2 separate regions of the Mus musculus genome follow, and region 1 is linked to region 2. The links are chromatin contacts, called in public Micro-C maps. All regions are on one chromosome and are shown on one strand. Each heading gives the region's core, a stretch centred on a gene start, on an enhancer-like site or on the middle of the called end of the contact. The rest is flanking DNA. Distances are from core to core; before and after follow the strand shown. Region 1 overlaps D930020B18Rik (RIKEN cDNA D930020B18 gene). Region 2 holds the start of D930020B18Rik (RIKEN cDNA D930020B18 gene).

The links. Hi-C and Micro-C count contacts between places; a contact is called where the count stands out from the background.
Region 1: a contact with region 2 is called in a Micro-C map of embryonic stem cells, with 2.2 times the contacts expected there. The contact joins the enhancer-like site here to the promoter of D930020B18Rik in region 2. A contact is called at or near these places in 3 of 39 promoter capture datasets (3T3-L1-derived adipocytes, the HPC-7 cell line and trophoblast stem cells), 1 of 15 datasets of contacts at CTCF or cohesin (pro-B cells), 42 of 484 Hi-C or Micro-C datasets (2-cell embryo, the AtT-20 cell line, the G1E-ER4 cell line and 22 more), 9 of 115 datasets of contacts at active chromatin or transcription factors (bone marrow-derived macrophages, embryonic forebrain, embryonic stem cells and 2 more) and 3 of 9 other capture datasets (adipose tissue, embryonic stem cells and pancreatic islet).

What each region holds. Positions count from the first base shown.
Region 1 is chr10:121,691,670-121,694,821 of GRCm38.p6, reverse strand. It overlaps D930020B18Rik (RIKEN cDNA D930020B18 gene), which reads right to left. Exons shown (of 13, transcript NM_177335.4): 13 at 908-2,463. The coding sequence ends at 2,337. Among named protein-coding and RNA genes, the nearest start is that of Gm35865, 12 kb to the left of the region's middle. Within about 2 kb of position 1,476, at least 29 of the 459 cell types and tissues checked have an H3K27ac peak or open chromatin away from gene starts, as enhancers often do. A contact at or near this core is called in adipose tissue, bone marrow-derived macrophages, embryonic stem cells and 2 more, where this site is marked.
Region 2 is chr10:121,640,276-121,643,449 of GRCm38.p6, reverse strand. It overlaps D930020B18Rik (RIKEN cDNA D930020B18 gene), which reads right to left and starts at 1,749. Exons shown (of 13, transcript NM_177335.4): 1 at 1,381-1,749. The coding sequence starts at 1,632.

The DNA.
Region 1 (3,152 bases), core at 227-2,726, 52 kb before region 2:
CCGGTAGCGCGCAACTTACACTGGGTAGCGCGAAAACCCCTATGGCTCCTGCTCTAACGTATCCAATGCCGCCCTCTTCTGGCCTCTACAAACCCACACATAACCATAAAAGAAAAAAAGAGTGTTGTATACAAAGCCAGCACTTGGGAGATAGAGGCAGGAGGAAAAGGAGTTCAAAGCCATTCTTGGCCACTGAGCGATCAAGTCTCCCTGGGTTCCGTGAGACCCCGTTTTAATAAACAAAAGTGTTGTTTACAGGCAGAGGACACTAGAGAGCTTGGAGAAGCTAGTGAGCTTACAGAAAGAAATAGGCAAGGCCTAGAAAGTGGCTTAATGTAAATTGGTTAGATGCCTGAGTCAGAACTAGAAACGAGGTTTCTGGGTGAAGGTTTCATTCTTATACTTTTTTCCCCCAAAAGTTCAATACTTAAGACTTTTTAAAAAATCACAATAAAAGGAAAAAAAAAAAAAACCTCATGGAAACAAATAAGACTAGTAATTTATAAATAATCTGCAAACAAAACATTTTTTATCAATGTATCAAAACATTATTTTGAGAGTCACAGTATACCAGGTTTTTCAAGTTGAAAACTCAGTACTACCTTTATGGTATTTTTTTTCTTTTGAAAGATCTTACAATGATTCTATTAAACACTGCACTGACAACGAAACCAGCACATAAGAACTTGCCTGGGATGCTGGCAAATCAAGTCATTACTGGCGCAGTAAGAATGGCGTGTGGGAGCACAGCAGGGCGAGGAGGCGGCTGAGGCTGCCCAGGGCAGGTGCACACATCTGGAACATGGGTAAGAAGGTTCCCTCCTTAGCCACCTACAGCCTCTCAGAGTAGCAATTTGAGAAGCTAAAAGTGTCTGCATGCCTTTTTTAACACAAAGTCTCATATCTAGAAGCCAGTTTTTATTTTATTATTTTTTGTGGTGCTGGACACTGAACCCGGGGCCTCCCTACATGCTAGGCAAGTGCCCTACCATTTGAGCTACAGTCTCAGCTGGAACGGTTCTATTTTTACATAAAATATTTAGAAAGCTATAGAAGTAGTAAATTTAAGAAATATATTGAGCAATCAGTCAAAATCATATAAATATTATATTAAAAAATGATCACTGTAAAATAATTTAAATATTGCTGGACAAATTTATGACACGAAACTAAGTCTCAACAAAGTCCCCAGCCGTGGTTCCATTGAGCACCACAGGCAAAGCCGCCCAGAGTGCACTTTCTTTGGAAGCAGACTTTCCTCTCCTACTTCCTCAGGCTGTAGGAAGTTATACAGAAAGCCCACTTCTGGTGTTTTTTAAAGTCAAACGCAACAGCTCCAGAAAGTGTTTGGGGTCTAAGTTAACTTACAGCCACTCAGTGTGACCTTTTGTAAATGAGTGCGAGAGGCTCCACAGGCTGGTTCAGACTGGCCCACTCTGGCGTGAAACAGAGCAGCATACTGCGGAGCTTCCCCACAGGAAGTCCTGCCTGTTTTCCTTCAGTATTCCGTGCAGCTGCAGTGGTGTCCTCCTGCCCACTGCTGCAGGCACACTTTTGACATTAAAATATTTCCGGGTAGGGGAGAAAGTGCCGCACGCCATCACCCACACGCCATCGCCGGGCACTTCTCTAAGGCTGTGTACTTTGTACTTCTACGACAATCTTGCTGCGGGTGTTCCAGTGGCTCCCTCCAATCGCCAAGGAGACCCACGAGATCTGTTCTGCACACGCAGGCTCTGAGATTCTGCGCTTGCTCAGTACTGTTTTCATGGCTTTGAGAAAGCTTTCATTCTGGAGAGGTACGGCACTTTCCATAAGTGAAGAAAGATGTAGCCAGTGTTTGTGTTGCTTGGGGCTGGGTTGTTTTGCTTTGGTTTTGTTACTGTTTGTTTGGGGTTTTTTGGTTTTGTTTGTTTTTTTTTTTTTTTTCCTGTGGTAGAGCTTGAACACACATCTTCACAGATGCTAGGTAGAGACTCTGCCTCTGAGTTGCAGGCTCTCAGCCCAGACATAGCTACTTAAAAAAAAATTAAGACTCTACCCCCACCCCAGAACTGGGCGTGGGGACACACATTTTACTCCTAGTGCTTGGGAGGCGGAGGCAGCGGCAGGCAGATCTCTGTGAGTTCAAGGTCTACAGAAGGAGTTCCAGGACAGCCAGGACTACACAGAGAAACCCTATCTCAAGAAAGCAGAAACCAAAAAGTAAGAGCTCTTAAAGCGGTGTTAATGAGCACTTCACTAGACTCTTTAGAAGGAAGGAGCTAAATAGTCCATAAATCAAAAGGCTGTTTTCCATAGTGACTTCAGTGGATACTTTATACTTCTAACCTCCTCTAACATTTTGCACACTGTTTCTGCTCAATCAACTGCAGAACTTCATGACAGAGCTGAGTGGTGGGCTCTGTAATGGGGTAGCAGCCTGGGAGCCTCTGCTCCAAGGCCGGCATGTGAATAAAGTACCTGCAAGTCACAGAGAGAAACAAAACACCGTTAAAACGAGAACTTTCACACTGGCTCATCCAGTATGTTCACATTCGCGGCACAACGATGGAAGGGTGGGGGAGGGGAGGGGTGGGGGTGGGGGAGGGGCGGGGTGGGAGTGGGGGTGGAGGACCCTTAGCCACGGGGACTCAGCATGTCCAGACTTCCAACCTCCCGAGCTCAGGACTTAGAAAATCCTTACCACATATGCACTCCAGCCTTTCTCTTTGAGACAGGAATTATTAATAATGGATCTGCCACCTAGGCGGTGACCAAGACAGGATGGGGCTGTCTTCACCAAAATCTATGCTAAGGACTCTGATGGTGGGCCCTCAAACTGCACAGCAAGGAGAAGGGAACCAAGATGAGATAACCCGTCCGATCAGGCAAGAGGAAAGAGTAGGGTTTATCTCCCATAAAGATATAGGCAACCTTCATCCGCGTCCTTGAGTAGCATCAAAGAACGAAGACCAGAATCACTGAGGGTAGCTTTTTAAAACTGCCATTCCTAGATCATGCCCCAGGCAAACCAAAACAGAAGGACCACAACCTGGGTCAGTGTTTTTGATAACAGATGATTCTAATGCAAGGTCAGTTAAAACCATTGGTTTAAAAAAAAAAAAAAAAACCACAAACCTGAAGGTCCACAAGAATCATAAACCAGGGGG
Region 2 (3,174 bases), core at 500-2,999:
TCAAAAAATCATCACAGTTTTGTCGAAACAACAAATATTTTCACTAAAGACGCTAAAAATGCTGGGTGCAAAAAAGCTTTCTAGCACATTTGCTCAGACTGCAAGGCCGTACGCTGGTAGAGCACTTATCTAGCACAAGGTTCTGGGATACACATGCACACACTGCAGTTTATTTATATGGCAATTTATTTCTAATTAGTTCAAAAGAGTGGAAATAATGTCAAGGATTTACTTCTTTTACTCAAAGAAAAAAGAAAGGAGAGGAAAGGGAAGGAAAAGAGAGCAGGCCAGCTGGCTCAGCAGCTCAGAGAGCTGCTTGCTTAATGCCAAGCCTCAACACCTGTGTTCAAGTTCCAAGACCCACAAACTGAGAGAACTGACTTACACAAACTCCTCAGACCTCCACATTCTCACCATGACACACACACGCACACACACACTCACAAATATACACGTGCACACAAAATAAAAAGTGTAATAAAAGTTTCAAAGAAACAAAGGTAGCCACAGCCGACATCTGAGTAGAATTTAAAAAGAAAATTATTTAATTGTATTATTTTCTTATAAATGTGTTAAAGCCAAGTTACTGTTCTGTGGGCAAAACAGCTTCATCAACAGCCTTGCCAACTACTCCCATGGGGACACAGACTTAGGCAAGCGAGAGTAAAGGCTAGACACAAGTCCCAGAGGAACTAGGAACACCTGGAAAGCAGCTCAGACAAAGAGACCTGGAGGCAATCAATAAAAGGAGAAACAGGAGAGGAGGCTGTGCCTCCAATCAGCTGCTGCGTCTTAAAGTCAATCTATTCCCAGAGGAGAGGGAAACAGTGGCTACTCTAAAACCCAGGGCAAGACTGTATCTCTTGAGACTCAGTCCTGAGGACACTCCTTCCAGGAAGCTTCCCCACTCCGTTTGAATTAAGTGGCCAGCCTGAAAGACGCACGGATCCTGTGCACATCACGCAAATTATTCGCTCACGCACTTTTTCTGGACCAGTCACGTGTGGACTACACATGAGCGGCAAGAAAGTAAACAAAGCGTGGCGGCGCTGGCTTGCACAGGTGTGGTCTCCCGTTCCTGCAGAAGAGGTGCAGCACGGTACCCGCACGGAGTAGGTGCTTAATGAACAAGAGGCTTGTCACTATAGCGAGACTGGTTGTCAAACCTGTTGCCCAATTTGGGAGCAGAGGGTTTTCAGGAGGAGAACGGGAGAACTTGTTTATTTGAAATTCTACATCAAACCCCAGCTTTTCCACGCAGCTGCTTTCACTGACAAGAGATGAAGTCCGGGGCGGGATGGGGAAGGTGTTCCTCCTTTCTCCAGCGCCAGAGGGGGATGCGAGAGTTTAGGAAGGAGCCTGCCCGCCCGCAATCCTCACCAGGTCAATGGCCACGACGTCCCGCAAAGCCACTACCCGCCGGATGGACTTGGGCGGGTTCTCGGTCAGGTAGATGAGCCGGTCGCTGAGCACCACGTACTTGAACGTGTGCTTCTCGGCGTCCGACACCACGATGCACGGCTCGTAGGCGCGGACCGCGTCGTACACCTCCGGAGGCAGGTGCCGCCGCAAGAACGCGTCCAGACGGCTGTTCGTGCGCCCGGGGAAGCCGGATCGCGCGGGGCTTGCCATGCGACACCCGCGACCAGGCAGAGTATCCTGGGTGGCTGCGACTCCACGACACCCAGTGGAACCCGCGCGCGCCACAAAGCCGCGCGCCTGCCGCCTCTGCCACCAGCGCGTCCCGGTGCCCGGAGCCGGACCTTGCTTCAGGAACCAGCTCCGGAGTCGTGTTCCCCGAGCCCCCTGCCCCGCCCGGTCCCGCCCCTAAACTTCGTCCTCACCTACACAGCGATGGGCGGAGCAAGACTAAAGTGTTGATTGACAAGGAGAAGTACTCAAGGGTCTGGGAAGAAATACGGCCCCTTTTCAGCTACTGAGCCACATGGTCACATTAAAAACTCCACTGATAACGGAGGCCGGTTTGAATCTGATTTCCTGTTAAAGAGAAACTTGAAACCGATGGGATTTTGCGGAGTTGAGAATCCTATAATTACCATAACACTGCCTGCTGTGACTTTCAAGCTTTGTCTTAGAGGCAGGAGTCTCCAAAGACCCTTACAAACTGTTTTGGTAACTCAAGCCATACAAGCCGTGCGTCTGTGTCCCCGATGCCTAGAACGATGCGGAAAATGAATGCCAGGTGGAAGGGCCCTCTGGAAGCCGATGGGTTGAAGGATGTGATTATGTAACCTTAGAGATGCAGAGCAATAAAGGGGTTGCTTCACGTTTGCGAGCTGGCCAGGAATAACGCTGTATGTTAGGTTGGCGTGCTAGGAAGCACAATAGAAACTTGCCCTAGGTGTGCGCTTCCATTTTTATTTCAAACCCCGGAAAACCCATCTTTCTCCCCCTTCCCACTCATAGAAAGACCCGAGGATGGAGCTGGCCCACATTTGTAGGTCCAGGATTCCAGAGACAGGCCTGAGGACAAGCCATAAACTGGAGGTCTACCTTTGTTAATCTAGTGAGTTCTGGGATGCACGGCAAAACCCTGTCTCAAAAGTAAATTCATGGAGATGATACAATGAAACTATATTATTCCTCTATTTGCTAACAGACCTCAATAAAGTCTGATGTTCCTTACGGTGATTTATAGTCTCCCTTTTCATACTTTACTATTATGAGCTGAATATTGTAAACAATTCCAAATTCATCATGGGAGAAGAGCATAGATGTGTCTCAGTATACAACCAGATATGGTGAACAACTCACCACAGCAGGGAAAGAGTAAGTCATTGTTTCTTTTCTTAGCATGTAATTGCTCGGAGTGGGGAGGAAGTGCCACCTGCTGGCAGAATCTCAAATTCTGTGTGGCCTAGCACTCAGTGTCCCCAGAATCTGCTCTGTCTGACTCCTCAGCCGATAGATAAAAATTGACTCTCACCATGGTTACAAGCTTTGCTGGTAAAGGACCTTTGCCACTTTAAGCCAATAGAAAGGCAAGGACCCTCAACTCTGCCTGATAGTTACCCTCACAGCAGCTCAGTGACAAATAACAGTAACTGTGACATCAGAGGTAGAAAGTGACTTCAGACCACTCACTGTTCTGTCTCTGGGTTTCTGGTTTTATACCCACTTCCTGGGACCAAGACAAACAGAACGCCCGGAGCA